Linked DNA regions of Mus musculus: all the other regions are linked to region 5. The links are chromatin contacts, called in public HiChIP or PLAC-seq and promoter capture Hi-C maps. All regions are on one chromosome and are shown on one strand. Each heading gives the region's core, a stretch centred on a gene start, on an enhancer-like site or on the middle of the called end of the contact. The rest is flanking DNA. Distances are from core to core; before and after follow the strand shown.

Region 1 (2,700 bases), core at 10-2,509, 1.8 Mb after region 5:
TGTTGCCAGGTGATAATGTTTGACCAGGATGATTTGCCTGTCCCTTGGATGTTATCTGAGTAATGGCATCTGTATCGCACCTAACTCACCATGATGTGACTGCCTCAGTCAATGGCATCTCTGCCCTGCGACTCAGGGGACTGAGGCAAGATGTCCACAGGCTTTTCCTGATGGTGCCCTTATTCTTAGGATGCTGGCCTCAATCTTTGACATAAGACACAGCATCGAACCTCCACCCTCGAATCCAAGAATGGCTGCATTTACCATATGTCTGGCTCTGAGGAGAATTTTACTCCCATACTACGCTGGTTCCACCTCCACTAACAGGTCCTTAACTGGGAACCTGAGAGGGTTGAGTGGCTTCTACTAAAGTCACAAGCCTGTATCTGGGTGAGTTCTGAGCTCTACAACAAACTTTCAAGTCCAGGCTGTGACCTGAAGTCAGATCTTCTTTGAGTGTCACCTCTTCCCTTCCTTAAATACATACAGGTTCTTGATATATGGACTCAACTTCAGGTGGGGCAGCCTAGCTGAGGTGAAGGATCCTGAATGCCAGGATCTCAGCATTAGGCATTGAGTGTCCCCCATCTCTTTCCTATTTTTCTTCACAATTTAAAGTTCTGAGGGTATTTTAATTTACTCCTAGTGTGGTGGTGGTGGGGTGTCCTGTCTGACTCCTCCCCACTCTTTTCTGTGCTTTATTTCCTCAGCCAGCCACCCCTCCCCAATCTTACTGTGTGACCTGTGACATTTCCATGTCATTTTCCATGTACCAGGCGCCACATCACTACCCAGAGCCCACAGCCAATGCAGTTGGTTGTTGTAACCACATCCATTGGCCACTCCCCTTCCCCAAATGTGTTAGCTCTGTCCCTGTGCCCTCTTATAATCAGTCAATCCCCACATTTCCACCACTCAAGACTTGTTACACCCACCTCTCCTTTCCCCCATCACGCTAGGCTAGGAATAAGTTCTGAAGCCAGACTACCTTCCTCCCATCCCTAGACTCTTTGTTATGAACGGACCAACCCAGAACCGTTTTCTAAAAAATACGTTGTCCTTTGCACTGGCAGAACTCCTGCGTAAATTCTAACTCAGGTTCCAAAACACCTCCGGCCTGAGCCTGACCTTACCAAGCCTTCAGCCCCACCCTAGCCTAAGGGCCAATCCAGGGTGTCTTCGGAGCTCCTGAGAGACCCATCCTGATTGGCTGATGCGGAGTCTCGCAAAGCTCCGCCCCGAGGCGCTGGCCTCTGCAAGAACCCGGAAGTGCGAGCCTCGAGATGGAGGGGCATCGGAAAGTGGAGCTCAGCGAGGCCCTGGCGCTCGGGCCGGACTGGCGCCACGCCTGCCATGCGCTGCTCTACGCGCCCGACCCCCGCAAGCTGTTCGGCCGCATCCCGATGCGCTTCGCCGTGCTGGTGAGGACGCGTCATGCACGGCCGCTCCCCCGCCCCAGGGCTCGCGAGCCCGGGCCAACCATCATACCCTCCTCCCCCAGATGCAGATGCGCTTTGACGGGCGCCTGGGCTTCCCTGGCGGCTTCGTGGACGCGCAGGACAGCTGCCTGGAGGACGGGCTGAACCGGGAACTGCGCGAGGAGCTGGGCGAAGCGATGTCTGCCTTCCGCGTTGAACGCTCTGACTACCGCAGCTCACACATCGCGGCCAGACCGCGCGTGGTGGCCCACTTCTATGCCAAGCGCCTGACTCTGGAACAGCTGCAGGCTGTGGAAGCCAGGGCACCTCAAGCCAAGGACCATGGGCTGGAGGTGGGACCAGCCTGGGATCCACTCCAGCTCCAGTCTGTCCTCCCCCAATCCCCTTACCGAGAAAAGCCACTGGGTGGAGGAGATTTTGACCCTCCGACTTTGAATTCTTTCAAGTGGCATGAACTAGTTGGGATCTTGGTCATCTCCAGGCTAGATAATACCACCTACTCGGCCACCTTTAGCGGCCCCTGCAGAGAGCTTTTTAGAACACACATCCAAAGGTCTCTCCAGCTCTATGCTAGTGCACATGATACCCTAAGCTCTTGACTTTGGGTTCATATTTCCCTTAAGCAGACAGTGAGTCTAATGCTAGGGACGCCTGTGTGTAGAGGTGACCCTGAACCTGGGAGTGAGAGCGCTATTAAAACTGATTAGTGCGCACACTTTGACAGTGTTTAGACTGAACAGTCCATTGGAATCACTTGAGTTGGGTAAGGATGTCAGAGGAATACTTGGGTATTTGCATTTTTCTTGAGCACCCAAGTGCTACCTATACAGTGGTGTGAGTTCTGAGTTTTGAAATACTGCTACAGCCAGGCATGCCTCCTGGAGGCCGTCGCCAGTAAGGGTGAGGAAAAGGATGGAGAAGGATTGGCACGGATGGAGCTTGGAACCCAGCGTGGCTCACTTGTCCACAGAGTTTGGCTCTCTAAGCTCTCCTGAGGTGTGATTATTAGGCCCGGTTCTGCTTGGCTCTTCTCTGGAGAGTTCTGTTCCAAGGTAGATAAGGTAATGTGTTGAGGTTCTTGAGGTCCCACTTGTCCGATGTCTCCTTTTCATAGGTGCTGGGCCTGGTGCGGGTACCCCTGTACGTCCTCCGTGATGGTGAGGGAGGCCTGCCTGCCTTTCTGGAGAATTCCTTCATTGGAGCTGCCCGAGAGCAGCTACTAGAAGCCCTTCAGGACTTGAAACTTCTGGATCCTGGCATT
Region 2 (2,941 bases), core at 239-2,738, 1.4 Mb after region 5:
CAGAAAGCCTTAGAGCAGGACATTAGTCCTCTAGCCTTATGGGACAGCATGGGTATGTACACTAGTATAAATATGCATGTGTGTGTGTGTGTGTGTGTGTGTGTATGTGTGCACGCGCACATGCACACATACACACACACATACATGCACACACAGTTGGGGTGGAGTGGGGGTAGAAGTGTGGCTCAGGACTTAGACGACAAACCCTGTGACCTCTATAGATCCCAAAGAAAATGAACTTTCAAATGTATAATTTCATATCCTTTAACACAACAGATCTCTTGTTGTGTTCTTCTTTACCCCCCTGCCCCCACCACCCCTTTTTCCTCTTTTGAAGGCATGAATCCTTTTTATAGTAGTTAGAAGTGTGCTTGTAACAGTTCCTCTCACAGATACTCAGGAGAAAGCCTCGGGGAAATTTAATGGTTCTGAGTTCAGCCTGTGGCTTTGCGATAAGGATTCAAGGCAAGAAGCCTTTTAACTCAGAAAAGAATCTGTTTGCAGCCATTGCCCAATAAATGCAAAGTGTCTGGTTACTGGCACGTAGCACAATGCACCACAGAACTCAATGAATGTCCACAGAGCTGGCCAACCCCATAATGTCCATGAAGGGGTGGTGTCTGTGTGTGAGTGTGTGTGTGTGTGTGTGTGATTTGCTTAGTTTTCAAACAGTGCTAGTCTTCTAACAGGGTCCACAGAATCAATACACTCATGGGAACTTGCAGAGACCAGGAAGCCTGCAGGGGTCTGCCCCAAGTCCTCTGCATGTATGTTATGGCTGAGTAGCTCCGGGTTCATGTGGAAATGCTAACATTGAGAGCTGGGTCTGTCCCAGACTCTTTTGCCTATGTGTGGGACCCTTTTCCTCCTCCTGGGGAGTGGGGAGGAGGAATGTGTGGGTGGAGGAGCTGGGAGGAGAGGAGAAACTGTGGTCAGGATGTAACATATGAGAGATGAATAAAAATAATAAAATAAGAACTCTAAAACAGCGTTTCTCAAGGCTGAAATGAATTGACACTTTTGAGCGGAGGCTCAGTTGAAGGTTGTTAGTGTGTGTTGGTAATGACAAGAAAGCTCAAAGGAAACTGGGAAAACCTCATGTCATGCCCTCTTAGAAAGAAAGAAAGAAAGAAAGAAAGAAAGAAAGAAAGAAAGAAAGAAAGAAAGAAAGAAAGAAAGAATCACCAGAAATACTGTCGGAAGAATTAAAATTAAACCTCACGAGAGTCCGTGGGTATGGAAAGTCACCCGCTAGCTAATATTAACATCGCTTGCAACAGAGCCTTGCTGCTCAAAATAGGACAGTCAGTCATATCGCTATCGCTGGGCTGTTTACATTCTTCGGGCCAGCCCTGAACTTCTTCCTGCCTCTGGCTCCTGGGCATTGCAGTTCTGGAGGTTTCTAGATGACCCGCCTCCCTCAGCTGTCTCTAGGAACTTCCACTCAAAGGGGGAGCTATAAGATTGACACCTGCTCGGTTTGCAGCAAAGTGGTGGCACTTCAAAGGAGCGGCTAGGCAGCAGAGACTAAGTGTCTAGGTCGCATTTGGTCGCTGTCAGGGAGGGGCAGACAAGGACCCTCGGGTTTCCCCTCAGTATGGAGAACTTATTGCCTCCGTCCGGATTTTCTTACTTGAAAAAGTATCCTCTCCACTCTATTCGGAAATATTTATCAACGCTGAGAAGCCAAAGGGCCGAAGAGCAGGTACTATTTTGTTTGTGCTAACTTTAAAAATAACTGGTGCTTATTTCTGGGTGTGGCCTGTCGAAGCTTGGGGAATGTTTCTCTGCTGGCTTACTGGTGTTCATAGGCAGAGGTCAGATCCAGCCTGTAGTTACTCGAGCTTGGCAGTCAGAGGAGCCTGCCGCTTGTGAGGGGTTACTTGGCTGTGGAACGTTTGGGTCCTGAGATAAATTATGCAAATGTTCTGGGTGTGTGTGTTTGACACTTATTTTGCTTTCTTCCGTTATCTAGATGAACCTACCATACTACGGAGGTGACTCTTTGATACTTTGATCATTTTTTCAGTGTTTCGAAGACAAATTCTGAAACCGTTCGTAGCTCAATAGATGAAGCAGTATACCCTAGAAACACACTTATTTTCTTGCATGTTTCTGTGATTATTTTAATGTCACTAGGATTTGCAAAATGAAGGTTATCTGTGTGGCTATAATCAGATCATTAGTGGGCTGATAAGATCATTTGGATATAATAGGTGATTCTTATATGTGGTGCATAGGGGACAGAGCACAATAATTATTAATCCTTTTAGCCAATTGAAAGCTACAGTTTCCAACAGGAAGTTCTAGCATGTGGGTATAGACGCATCTTAATAAGCCTGTTTAAAATGTCTGGTTATTTCATTTAAAAACATGTGTGTTCATTACATTGATTACATTATACATTGATATCTAAAAACTGCTTTCGTAATTGCACTGGATTAGAGAGAGAACAATGTGTGGCCCATTTAAATCCAGGAGCTCATTTAGAAGCTTGGCAACGGACTAGAAATATGAAAGACAGGTCTGTCACCACATAGAAGATGACCAGCCACAAGCGCTCTGCCCTGTGCTCTCTCTAGAACGGCAGAGCCAGGCGACAGATATTGCCAGTGTCCTGTTCTTTTTTCCTCCGTGGTAGAAAATGACCCAGTTAGTAAGAGGCTTCCCAGAAATGGAAGCAGAGGGCAGCAGAAGGAAACCCTTTGGTGACCCCTTTTCCCCAAAGCTCATGCCTCATTTGAAAAAAAAAAAAAAAAACAAAAACCAAAAAACAAAATACCTGACAGATCATTAGGATTATCAAGGAAACTGCATCTTAAAATCTTAAATGATTTTGACTAGTGCTAGAGACTCAGGCTCTCTGCATTAAGGGAGCTAGGTTGCCCCATTTACCTCTCGCTCAGTTTCAGGGTAACACTCGGTGAGAAACATTTCTGTC
Region 3 (2,700 bases), core at 162-2,661, 1.5 Mb after region 5:
CAAGTCAGAATTGAAGCAAAGTCGGTGGAAGAGAGAATAGCCATCAATGATAAGTTTTGTGTTCCGCAATTTCAAATCAACGAAGAATTCATTACTATAATCTTCCACAAAGCTCATTAGTCCCCGAATACCCATGATGATCGACAGAAATCCCTGTTGAAACAAACAAAAAAAATCAATTGCTGGTCTTTTTGATGGCTATTCTTGGTTGTCAATCTGAGTATATCTAGAATCAATCAAGACCCAAACTGCAGGATACGCTGTTGAGGAACTTTGCTTGATTGGATTATTGGAGGTGGAAGACAGAACTTATATCTAGGCCACACCACCTCATGGCAGCCCATATAGAGATAAAGGAAGAAATCTGTTTTGTGAGGGTCAAGGCCAAAAGTCCTAAGCTATAAAAATGACAACCCAGCATAAGACACATAATGAGCCAATTTTTTTTTTCCTTATGGATAACTAGACCCTTGTTACAGGTCTTGAGTGTAGGGTACATTGGAGAGTAGTTTGAGCTAAGGAAAAACACAGCTTTATGCTTCTAGGATCCCAAGTATACAATTTCAACCTCAACTGGATTCTTACACCCCCTTACTAATGGCCTATCTGGCTAACAACTCATAGGATTAGTATTACTGGTTTCCCCCCTCGCCTCTGGCTTCAAATATCGCTTAGCACGATGCTATTGCCAGCCTTGCCCGTGTTTAAAATCGTGAAAGTTTTGCCAACCTTGGAATTTTTGCATTTTGATTTTTGTGGGGCTACCACATAAAAAAATGCATCCTCCTGAATTTTTTGCCTTTGGTATCAGCTTACATTATTGCACTTGATTTTTTATCTCACCTCAGATCCACCTCGGCCAACATCTCAACACTTTTTAATTCTGAATCGTCATGTCTTTCCCGGTTTGTCATGTGGTTTCTGCGAACTCACTGTAAACTAATGACTTGACCTTGAGCGAAGTAGCTCAAGGAATGCAAGCAAAGGGCAGGAAAAGGTAGGATCTAATTCCTCAACCACCAATCTTCCTACCTCAACCTGCTCCTGCCCTCCGGATCCGCCGGCTGCTTCCGCCCGACCGCCGGCTCACTTCACCAGCAGCAGCAGGTAGGATCCCGGGGAGAAACGGCAGACCCGCGGGTGCGTGGAAGACCGCGAGCGGAAACAGGAAGTGCTGCGAACGACGTCACTGGGAAGCCTGGCTCCGAGAAGCTGAGGGCTCTCCCTGGAGGAGAAAATGCTTTCGGGCCGGGTGGTGGGAACTTGGTGTGAGAGGTTGAGCCATTCCTCTCACACTTGCGGCCGCCTCCTCACCCTGCTCGCTTCGCCACGCCTCGAAGGGTCCGGCGCGCTTCCGTTGGATTGGACGCCGGAACGTCGACTTCCCAGCAGCCCCCGCGCCGTCTCCGTGGCGACGATGTTAAACAACCACGCCCTCCGAGGCAGCGAGCTCTAGGCTGACGGAGGCTTGGCCGGGCGCCGCAGGCTGGGGACCTGTAAAGGTAATGAAAGTGGATCTCTCGGGCAGCCGGGTCCCACAGCCCCTGGACCGCATTCCCCTTCGGGAGACTAAGCGCCCTGCTCCTCGATATACATTCACGCGCTCCGCGAAAAACTTAAGGTTTATTTGTTGAAGAGACAAGTTTTTTCGTTTTACCTCAGGGTTAGAGTTTACTTCTCAGGTCAGATTTAGTTAGCAGAACCTCAGGTCAAAACAGCTTCCTAGTTTTTTGGGTTTTTTGACATGGACATAAACCACTCAGTTCTTACCATCGGTAAACACTTGACTTTCTCTTTACCTGCCCCAGCGGGATGGGTACCCCAGGGATGGTTAGCACAAAGTGGGCGTCTCTCAGCTTTCTTCTAGTTCCTATTATGTTTTCTTTCCTTTACTTGTCTTTGGGTCACATTTGGTATGCTGGATCTTTCTTCGCTCTCCAAACGTTTGCTAACAACTGTATGTCAGCTGTTAGCTAGGCCCCAGGGATACAAGCATAACCTGTGTCCCTAGCACCCAAGTTCATCCTCTGCCCTAGGTTCAGATCCAGCCTGCAGTGTGTGTACATTCCATGGATACCAACTGAGATGAGGGCGACAGAGCTGATTCTGTGTGATGAGCCTGGAGAGGCTGCTCACACACTGCTGGGTTTATTACTCCATTACAAATAGAAGCTTTGGTCCTCCATCTTGAGTTCAGCTCTTTACTAAGTGGGGACTTTAATCGCCTCTCCACATTGAGAATTATTATTAGTGATCTGAAAGGCGACAGAGAGGCCATTTTTTTTTTTTGAACAGCCTAGTTTATCTAGAAATCACCACTTTTATGCCAGTCAAAGAAGCAAACAGAAGGTACCTTTTAGGACCTATTCTTTAGATTCTGCAGATTTTAGTAACGTTTCCTTGAGGAGAGGGGCATTGCTCTCACTGGGACTAGATCAAACCACAGATTAGTACATTATTTAAAGAAGACAAAATTACAAATAGGTTTTATGTTTTGCAGTTTTTTTTTTTCTGTTTGAGTGTCCTTGTAGGTTTTGTGGTAAATGTTGAGCCCACAGGTCAACACTATAACACTATTTTTTTCTCGTTGTTTTAGAATTGCTGAATATGAAAACCTAATGCCAAGGTGTACATAGTATTCAGCGTAAAGTCCTATTTTCATGTAGATTTTAAACAAAAGCACAGTTTTCAATAAAACAT
Region 4 (2,700 bases), core at 15-2,514, 1.8 Mb before region 5:
AAGCCTGCCAAGGAAGAGCCCTTGGATACTGTTCTCTTTCAGAGGAAACTGGATCTGACATCCTATCAAGCCCCCAACCGAGGTTACCACCTTTATGAGATTCACATCTTCTCTGGCTTCCAGCCCCCAGCAACACGCCATCCACACACACAAAAGACTCATGTCTTCTTCTCACAGGCTCATCCTGGCTATGACCTGTCATTTCCTTTCAGGTCTATGTCCATAAAAAAAGAAGAAGAAGAAGAAGAAGAAAAAAGAAACCTATAAGCTACGAGCTTATATGAGCTCATCTATGAGCTAAGTCATCGAATATAGATTTTAGTCTCCACAAGACCTGGCTGAGAGTACAGCAAGAGGAAGAATAAAAGGCTGAGGAGAGAAAGGTCCCCTCGATTTCCACACCTGAGCCTGGCTGGTCATTGCTTGCTATGGGGGTGACTATGCAGCTTACCCTGCAGTGAATGACTGGCTGTAAATGGCCAGGTGCCTCTTCAGGCAAAGAAAAGTGCACAAGAGATAGGCTATGGGACACACCGGCTTTACGAGACTGTGTCAAAGGACATCTCTGCCACCTTTGTCCTTAATTTGTGGGGGAGGTCAAGTCTACAGATAACCTGTTCCAATCTTTATAACAATATCAGGGTTAACCGGGCACAGACAGCAGCTTTTTCTTTCTCATCTCCAAAGAAGTGCGCAGGGCTCAAAAAAAGACTGCCATCCGAAGACCTTGAAATAGGAGCTGTAGGGCTCTTAGGGCGCGAGGTACAGCCTCTGTCTATTTCGTATTGATTCTCGAGAGGAAAAAAAAATTGTTTTGAGGTGCCAGGGAGTTGAATGCAGAGCCTCTGGCCGGGTTAGGTAAAGCAGCGCTTCCTAGTAAACTACATACCAACCCTCTGTAAACTTCCCACGGAAGGAAGCATCCATCAGCCCGGCTCCACTTCTGTTCAGAAAGGCAGCACCTCGCGGCGGTCCCTACTTTCCACGTAACCCCCCCCCCCCCCCCCACACACACACACACCGCCCCGGGGCATTCCTCCACAAGCCCCCGTCCACACTCCGCGCACCTTGACCGTGTCCAGGGGGTGCCCCACAAACACCAGGCACATGCCGCCGAAGCCGCCAGCCAGGAGGTTCTTAAACGGACTGATGGGTTTCGGCTCGTCTGCCATGCTCAGTCTTCTGTCTGTCTGTCTGTCAGCTCCGGGCAGTCTTGGTCTTGCTCCGCTGCCCGAGCGGCTCCGCCGACCTTTCACCTACATTCAGGTGGGCGGGGCCGTGGGCAGGTCGGAAAGAGGGCCCAGTCGTACTAGCCTGGCTTCCGCCCTGAAGTCTACTTCCGGCTGCCCTCCTCCTTAGTGGGCGGGGCTCTTTCCCTAATGATGTATGGGAGGGGCTTGGGAATGATTGTCAGGGACTTACTCCTCCAGGAAGTCTTCTTGGACTTGAGTTTTTTTCTTTCTCTGGTCCTCTGTGGTCCTATGCATCTGTGCACTCCCCAGAGGTCGCATACACCCTTTTGCGTGACAGCCACTTTTTTTTTTTTAGGTGCTGAAGAGTGGAGGTACCCCATAGAGGTCCCTGTCTTTGATAAGCCTTGACTAAGTTAAAAATGGCATATGTCCTATGGTAAAAATGGCTCTATAGGAAAATAAATCCGGGAAGAAGTAAAGTGTGGGAGACAAATAATTTGTAACTAATTTGTTAAACAAGAGAAGCTCTCATTAGGAAGGCAAAGGATTAAGATCTAGGGCATGGAAATGAGTCCTGTCTAAAGATACCCGGTAAAGGATGAAGGACCTTTCTGGCAGAAGATAAAGAAAATTTGAAAACTCTGAGATGTCTGTGTTGTCAAATCTGAGAAACCACAGGCCACAGGGGTGGGAATGGGGTGCGGTGGGATGGTGGAGCAGCCAGTGAGGACAGGAGAAACGGAGACTACTCATCAGGAGGAACTGTGAGGACATCAGTCTCTTCTATGACAGGTTTTAGATGGAGACTAACAATCTCAGATCGGATTTTAAAACAAACAGACAAAAATCAGGATCGCTGTAACTGCTGGTGAAAACAGCCAGAGGAAATCCAGGGGGCTGGAGAAAGTTAAAGGTCATGAGTAGAAATGTTGGCTTGGACCAGCACATAGCAGAGTTGTTAACGAGGTGCGATCCAATGGTGAATATTTTCTAAAGGAAAACCCGAAGGACCTGTTAGTGAACGGAAATTCATTCTGCTCACTACTCATGCAGAAGCTGCAGAAGCTGGCTCAGCAGCTCAGAGAACTGGCTGCTCTTACAGAGTACCTGGGTTCTGTTCCCTGCACCCTCGTAGCAGCCCAGAACTGTCTGAAACTATACTTCCATGAGACCTAATGCCCTCTTTGGGCCTCTTTGGGCACCAAGCACACATACATTCATGGAGGCAAAGACTCAAGGACACAAAATAAAAATGAGTAAATATATATTTTTTTTTTAGAAAAAGTTTTGTGAGAGAGGCTTACGGGACAATGCTAATGTTTTTGGCCTTAGCAACTAGAGAGAAGACATCATCTTTAACTGAGATTGGGGAAGAGATGGGGTCAAGCAGATTAGAGGATGGTAAAGGACATTTTAGACATAATTAGTTTGAGATTTCTATTAATAGATCTATCTCCTGATCCAGGATTCTGTAAAGAGGCTCGGGCTAGTGGTTAAATTCAGTATT
Region 5 (2,920 bases), core at 369-2,868:
TTGGGATGTGATTCTTAGGTAGGGCAGCTTTAGGTTTGTTTCCAGGCACGTCTGAACCTCAGTCCACGGAGGCAGCCAGTCATCACATGCAGACATCTCCTTTCTCCACTTGATGGCACAGGAGGTAGGGAGGGGAATGTAGGGTTAAGTTCCTTGACCTTGCTTTATGCAAAGTGAAATATATTTGTGTTACTTCTCTCCATTTTCCCCAACTGGATGAAATGGACCTATTCTGAATACTTTTTATTGAAAAACCAGCCAGTGTGAGGGAAATGGGAGGTCAGAGATCAGAATCCTTTGAAAAGATTGTGAAATACTGATTTTCATTGTTTAAAGCGTATTTGTAAATACCTATTTGAATGCTGTGTATTTGTACAGGAATTTGAGCAAAAAAATGTATAGAGTATGTCTAATTGGTAATAAGCCCTATAAATGTGTTTTTAACCTCTGGCATTCTGTGCTTATTTAAAACAAGAAAACTTCTAACCATTTCTTTTGTGTATTCATGTCTAAAGAAAAACTGACTTAAAATTATCTTACCTGTACCAGAAAAGTTAAAGAAAAAAATTTGTGCCAGTGTCCCAAGAGGCATTTTACTGTATATATTGTGGTAGCATGTTATAAATCCAACAAAAAATGTGACTTTTAGATGTAAATATCTGGCAACTGACTCCCCCACCTCCATCCCTTGACTGCTGTGATGTGAATTAAAGATGAATACCTGATATTGATCCACTGATTTCACTGAATGGGAGCATAAGTGCCCCTCTCAAACCCTTGTCGCCGGGCTCCAAGCCCTTTTAGCTCCAGATACTTTTCTGCACTTAGTCGGCCGCTCTCCATATTCCGCCTTCCAGGGCGAGTGGCCAAAGCCCTTGCACTTAGCATTAGGGCAGTCCAGGCGGTAATGTCTCCAGTTCCCATCCTCGTGTCTCCAAGAGTGGAGAACAAAACCTCCCAAGATCCCATGGCCTCCATTTGGAAGGTAGACCAACGCCTCTGCTCGCAGCCTTGCCGCGAGGTCCTCAGAGGCCCAGGACGGGAAACGACTAGGCAGGCCGAGACCTTTCGTTTAAGAGGTTCTGCCGTCTGACCCAGGTTAAAGCGGGGTCTGAGCAAGCCGGCGAATCAAAGTGGACGTTCCCCTTGATTGGCTCGGCAATCCACGTGGTAGTTCAAAACAAGGAACCGCTTCTGATCCATGCTCCCGCCGCCCATCCTACTGGCTATAGGGTGGCGCCAGAAATGCTGCTCTACGAGTCCGGGCGTCGGGAGGAGTGGGTGTGGAACCAAGACTCGGCATTCGGGTCGAGTCAATAGATTGAGAGGGTTCCGGGTAAGCAGCCAAAGCAGCTGCCCTAACCCAACATGGCGACCCGTGCACCTTCCCTCCGCACCCCTATGGACCGCCCAGGCTCAATCAGCAACCGACAACTGTCTAGGTCCCAGACAGCAGCAGCCAATGAGGGAGGGTAGCGTGGAGCCGCCGGTCTGGGCTCCTGGGCACGTGGACCAATGAGGATGCAGCATATGGGTGGGCGCGGGGATCGCACACCAATGGGAAGCTCAGGTTTCTGTTCCAGCCCACTAGGCGGAACACCGCGCCGGGTGCGGTTCATTCGCGCGGCGGCGGCGGTGGTGGAGACGGCTGAGGAGGATGTGGGCTACGCGCGGGCTGGCGGTAGCGCTGGCCCTGAGCGTGCTGCCTGACAGCCGGGCGCTGCGGCCAGGAGACTGTGAAGGTGCGGGGGACCGGATGGGGGCGGCCTGGCGGCGCTAAACCCAAGGAAAGCGAAAGGGTGGGAGCGACGGCCCGTCCCGGGGCTCCGCTGGAGAAAGGGCCTCACTTATTTCCCGGGCCTAGAGACGTTGACCCATTTAAGGGAACGCGTCGGTTCAGTAGCGTTAATAACTTGGCCGGAAGCCCACATCCCGGGAGTTTTTGTCTTCCCATCACTTTAGCGATTACAGGAAGGCATCCTGTGGGCCGCAACCGTCTCGGGGTTACTAAGCTGCACTTGGGGGTTCGATGTATTTGGAATGAGGAGCATTTTGATCATTTGCTTCAGCCTTCAATCTGTCCCTTATGAGGTCACAATGAGTTCCCTCAAGGACACGTGTCCACTCTAGACTTAAACTTGAAAAGAGCAGAGAGGGTTGTGTGTGGGTCACTTGGGTAATGTTCATTCCCAGCATGCAACTGGGTACAAGGACCCCAGCAACCTAAGGGCTCTGTGCACTTCTGAGTACCCGAGTTAAAAAAAAAAATTAATCCCTTCTAGCAAAACTGCTGACAGAGTTTTTTCCAGGGGAAATGGAGACTAATAATTACTTACCATCTCCTCCCTCTTTTCCAGTTTGTATTTCTTATCTGGGACGATTTTACCAGGACCTCAAAGACAGAGATGTCACATTTTCACCAGCCACTATTGAAGAAGAACTTATAAAGTTTTGCCGTGAAGCAAGAGGCAAAGAGAATCGGTTGGTAAGTAGCTGGTGACCCACCCAGCCTGTCCCTGGCTCTTGGGCACTGTCCACTTTGTGATGGGACTTGTATATATACTAATGTGAGGTTTAAGTGTTTTTATCCTCTATTTATTAAACATTGCTATAAGCTGAATATTGGTAAGACCAGGAGAGAAAATGACAGGCAACTGCAAGGCAGTGATGCCAGATGCCATGAAGGAAATAAGCTAGGAGAGTTGGTGGGTGGGAGCTGAGAGAGAAAGTAGTGGGTATCTACCTCTGAGGACAGGGAGTCAGTGAGGTGGAGTGAGCACAACTCAGGCAATGGGAGTGCCCAAAGACCAGAATGAATTTGGTGTGATTGGAACCAGAAGTAGTTGGCTAGGTGCCCCGAGATGGCCAGGGCCAAGTCAAGGTCAAGGACCCTGGCGGAGCATCAGCCTCTTGTAGCTTT
Region 6 (2,860 bases), core at 171-2,670, 1.9 Mb before region 5:
CACACCAAACATAAGTACTCATTTTGTATTTCTATCTGTGGATAGCTGCTAAAATTAAAACAAAACCCTACAATTACACTCTCCACGGCAACAACTTGGTAAATAAGCATCTCCCATCTCTTAAAATGTTATCCCAGGGAAAGTGCAAATACAGCAAACATTTTAAATACTGAAAATCAACAACAATGCTGTCAACAAGGAAGGTCCTTTAAATTTTTCAAAATGTTTGTCTGCATCATATTTGCTGTTTCAAAACTGCCAGGGCTTCTTTCTTTTGGATCTTTTTATTTTCATAAATATTTATTAGTTGACAATTCCAAACATGTATACAATGTATTTTGACCATATCCATCCCCCTGGTCCCTTCTTATCCCCCTCCCACTGCCTCTGGATCCCTTCAGTACTTTTTCTTACAAATATTCGAAATTATTTTGTTCTTGCTCTATGTACATTTCTGCTAACAAAATGTTTATTTACATGCGATGACTAGCTCTATTTCCTTTCGCGTGTAAGAAGAGCCCTAGATTTCACCAGTTCCTACATTTTTCCCCATTTTCCCGCTAGTACAGCTTTCTTGATATTTGATAGAAATTAAAATCCTAAAAACGAATCAAGTCATTAGGAAGGATGCAGAAGATAGATGCAGTCTTGTTATCAAATATGAATAAAATCCCACTCGTGGTAGGAGCATCAGCATAAGAAGAAGAAAAAAGAAGACACCTTCTGATCCATTTTAAGATCTTAAAGGAGAAGAAGGGGAAAAAAAAAAAACCAATAAGGTTGGATGCGCAGATCACCCTCTCCCCCGCCTTTCCGGGATCAAAGAGGAGCTGACTGGCACAACTGACGTTCAACACCCAAAATGGCTGCACATCTGCAGGCCCAGGTAACAACAGTACCTGAGGATCCGGGCTGACCCTTCCATCCAAAGATAAAGACCCCATCCTCAAAGACCAGGGAGATCGTGGCCGGGGGACCTCTGTGAGACCAGAGATCCTGTCCTCCACCGGAAGACCCAGGGAGACCGCTTCAAAACCGGAGAAAGACACTGTCGTCGTCCCCCGCCCCCTCCCCTCCCCCGGTTCCGGGAGACCCTCCAATGCCGGGGGGAAGATTCTGCCCCGTCTCGGTGGGCAACGCTACTCTCCCCAGTAACTGCAAGGTACAATGGCCCCCCGTAAATAGGGAAGGGATGACTACACAAAAAAAGGGGGAGACCGCTTCTCAATGACAGCCATAGGACCCCCTTCACAAACCCAAGCCTCCCAGGGATCCCGGAGCCCGGCCGCTACCAGCACCGAAAACCTCTTCCCCTGAGCCCCGGGGTGACAGGGCCACGGGCCGGGCGGGGCGGGCGTTACCTGCGGCCACAGCCCAGTCCCGCGACGCTTCCGTCCTATTGTTTCTCTTCCACCAAAATGGCTGCGGCCGCGCTCAGCCCCGCCCCCCAACCTCGCTCCCAGGGCCCCTCGCTATTGGCTCGCACCCGAAGCCGCGCAAGCGGACTGGGCGGCCTGGAAGACTGTTGCTAGGGCGCCGGGATTCGCTTGGGGCGGCTTCCTGAATGGGCAAGGGGCGGGAAGAGGCGGGGCGTTGTCCTGAGTGAGGAGGGTGGCCAGTCTGTTCTGGAGTTGAAGTAACTGATGGGCTGTGTGCCAAATGGATCGATTGCAGGATGCCTAGGGTAAGGGTGGATGGACAGACAGTCCTGGTTTGCCCCGCACTGGGGAGTTTCCTAGGATACAGGAATGTCAAGGCCAGTATTCATTCTGTGATAAACTGCAAAGCTGGTCAACCTAGCAGATGGATGGACAGAACTACATGTCGCTAAGATGGATAAAGGGATAGCAGCAGGGAACAGAGAGAATGACTACAGACGATAGACAAATACATGGCTCTATAGGAGGCCAGTAAGACGGCTCAACAGGTCAAGCCGTTGCTCTGTTTCTCTCTGGCTCTTTGTCTCTGTCTCTCTCTCACTCACAAACACACACTCACACCACACACACTATAATAATTTTTAAAAAATGTTTAGACAGGTGAACAGATGAGTGGACAGACAGACAAGATAAAAGCCAATAGAAGTCTGATCAGAGGGATGTATAGGGTCCTCGGTAAATTGATAGGTCTGGAGCATAGAGCTCATCCAAGACTCCTTTGTCTGGAGCCTGTGTCATTCAGAAGGTCTCCTGCATGAGTGAACGAGTGTCAGCGCAGCCAGGAAAGGCAAGGAGCACGATGGGAACCATGGGCATGGGATGACCTCCTTCTTGGCTATTGGCCTTTCTGTAAAGGATGCCAGAGTTGTAACCCTGCATCCTGGGCATTAGCAAAGATGTAGCTCATAGGTTTTTAAAACTGAAGTATTTATTAAGCACCTACACTCTGCAGTGAGTGCAGTAAACAGATTTTTTTAATCCCTGCTTTCTAAAGGTGGACAAGAGAAACTCCTATTACCAACAGGTTCCTCTTGGAATCGCCTTCCCTTGAGGCCTTCATGGCTCTGTGTTCAGTTCTGTCTAGTTTTTCTTTTTCACATTTTTTCCTCTCTGTCTATACCCACTTACCCCGGGTCGTGGTTTTGTTTTTAAAATATTAACTAATTGAGTCCAGATCCCTCTCTGTAGCCCAGGCTGGCCTCAAAATTAAGGCAATTCTTCAGCATCAACCTTCCTCTTACTGGGATTACAGGCATGAACCGAGAGGCCCAGGTTTCAGGTTTAAATGCCAACTTCATGTTAATCGACCCCAAAAGTGTTTGCCCAGTTCAGGCTCTTCCTGGTTCAGTGTTCAGCTGTTGATAGACAGCCTGCCCTCTGGCTGTGTGTGTTCCTTGACTGTTTCCGTATGGCTGTTGTCG

What was found. Promoter capture Hi-C pulls out the DNA fragments that hold promoters and counts their contacts. HiChIP or PLAC-seq counts read pairs in DNA pulled down with a chosen protein or histone mark. Capture Hi-C pulls out chosen DNA fragments and counts their contacts.
Region 1: a promoter capture Hi-C map of pre-B cells shows a contact between it and region 5, with 4 times the contacts expected there. The contact joins the promoter of Nudt16 here to the promoter of Manf in region 5. A contact is called at or near these places in 2 of 39 promoter capture datasets (liver and pre-B cells).
Region 2: a contact with region 5 is called in a promoter capture Hi-C map of liver, with 2.7 times the contacts expected there. The contact joins the promoter of Atp2c1 here to the promoter of Manf in region 5. A contact is called at or near these places in 2 of 39 promoter capture datasets (both in liver).
Region 3: a contact with region 5 is called in an H3K27ac HiChIP or PLAC-seq map of microglia, with 9 times the contacts expected there. The contact joins the promoter of Nek11 here to the promoter of Manf in region 5. A contact is called at or near these places in 3 of 39 promoter capture datasets (erythroid cells and liver), 1 of 115 datasets of contacts at active chromatin or transcription factors (microglia) and 1 of 9 other capture datasets (liver).
Region 4: a contact with region 5 is called in a promoter capture Hi-C map of pre-B cells, with 5 times the contacts expected there. The contact joins the promoter of Slc25a20 here to the promoter of Manf in region 5. A contact is called at or near these places in 1 of 39 promoter capture datasets (pre-B cells) and 2 of 115 datasets of contacts at active chromatin or transcription factors (astrocytes and large pre-B cells).
Region 6: a promoter capture Hi-C map of adipose tissue shows a contact between it and region 5, with 2.7 times the contacts expected there. The contact joins the promoter of Ip6k2 here to the promoter of Manf in region 5. A contact is called at or near these places in 2 of 39 promoter capture datasets (erythroid cells and pre-B cells), 1 of 484 Hi-C or Micro-C datasets (CD4 T cells) and 2 of 9 other capture datasets (adipose tissue and liver).

The regions. Positions count from the first base shown.
Region 1 is chr9:105,130,364-105,133,063 of GRCm38.p6, reverse strand. It overlaps Nudt16 (nudix (nucleoside diphosphate linked moiety X)-type motif 16), which reads left to right and starts at 1,259. Exons shown (of 3, transcript NM_029385.2): 1 at 1,259-1,421; 2 at 1,502-1,771; 3 at 2,554-2,700. The coding sequence starts at 1,284.
Region 2 is chr9:105,519,804-105,522,744 of GRCm38.p6, reverse strand. Atp2c1 (ATPase, Ca++-sequestering) reads left to right here and starts at 1,488. Exons shown (of 27, transcript NM_001253831.1): 1 at 1,488-1,705. The coding sequence starts at 1,598.
Region 3 is chr9:105,393,998-105,396,697 of GRCm38.p6, reverse strand. It overlaps Nek11 (NIMA (never in mitosis gene a)-related expressed kinase 11), which reads left to right and starts at 1,411. Exons shown (of 16, transcript NM_172461.3): 1 at 1,411-1,502. Aste1 (asteroid homolog 1) reads right to left here and starts at 1,336. Exons shown (of 5, transcript NM_025651.5): 1 at 1,033-1,336; 2 at 1-153. The coding sequence starts at 135.
Region 4 is chr9:108,660,700-108,663,399 of GRCm38.p6, reverse strand. It overlaps Slc25a20 (solute carrier family 25 (mitochondrial carnitine/acylcarnitine translocase), member 20), which reads right to left and starts at 1,264. Exons shown (of 9, transcript NM_020520.5): 1 at 1,068-1,264. The coding sequence starts at 1,172.
Region 5 is chr9:106,890,636-106,893,555 of GRCm38.p6, reverse strand. It overlaps Manf (mesencephalic astrocyte-derived neurotrophic factor), which reads left to right and starts at 1,618. Exons shown (of 4, transcript NM_029103.4): 1 at 1,618-1,742; 2 at 2,358-2,485. The coding sequence starts at 1,658. It overlaps Dock3 (dedicator of cyto-kinesis 3), which reads left to right. Exons shown (of 53, transcript NM_153413.2): 53 at 1-731.
Region 6 is chr9:108,782,372-108,785,231 of GRCm38.p6, reverse strand. Ip6k2 (inositol hexaphosphate kinase 2) reads right to left here and starts at 1,420. Exons shown (of 6, transcript NM_001379600.1): 1 at 1,362-1,420.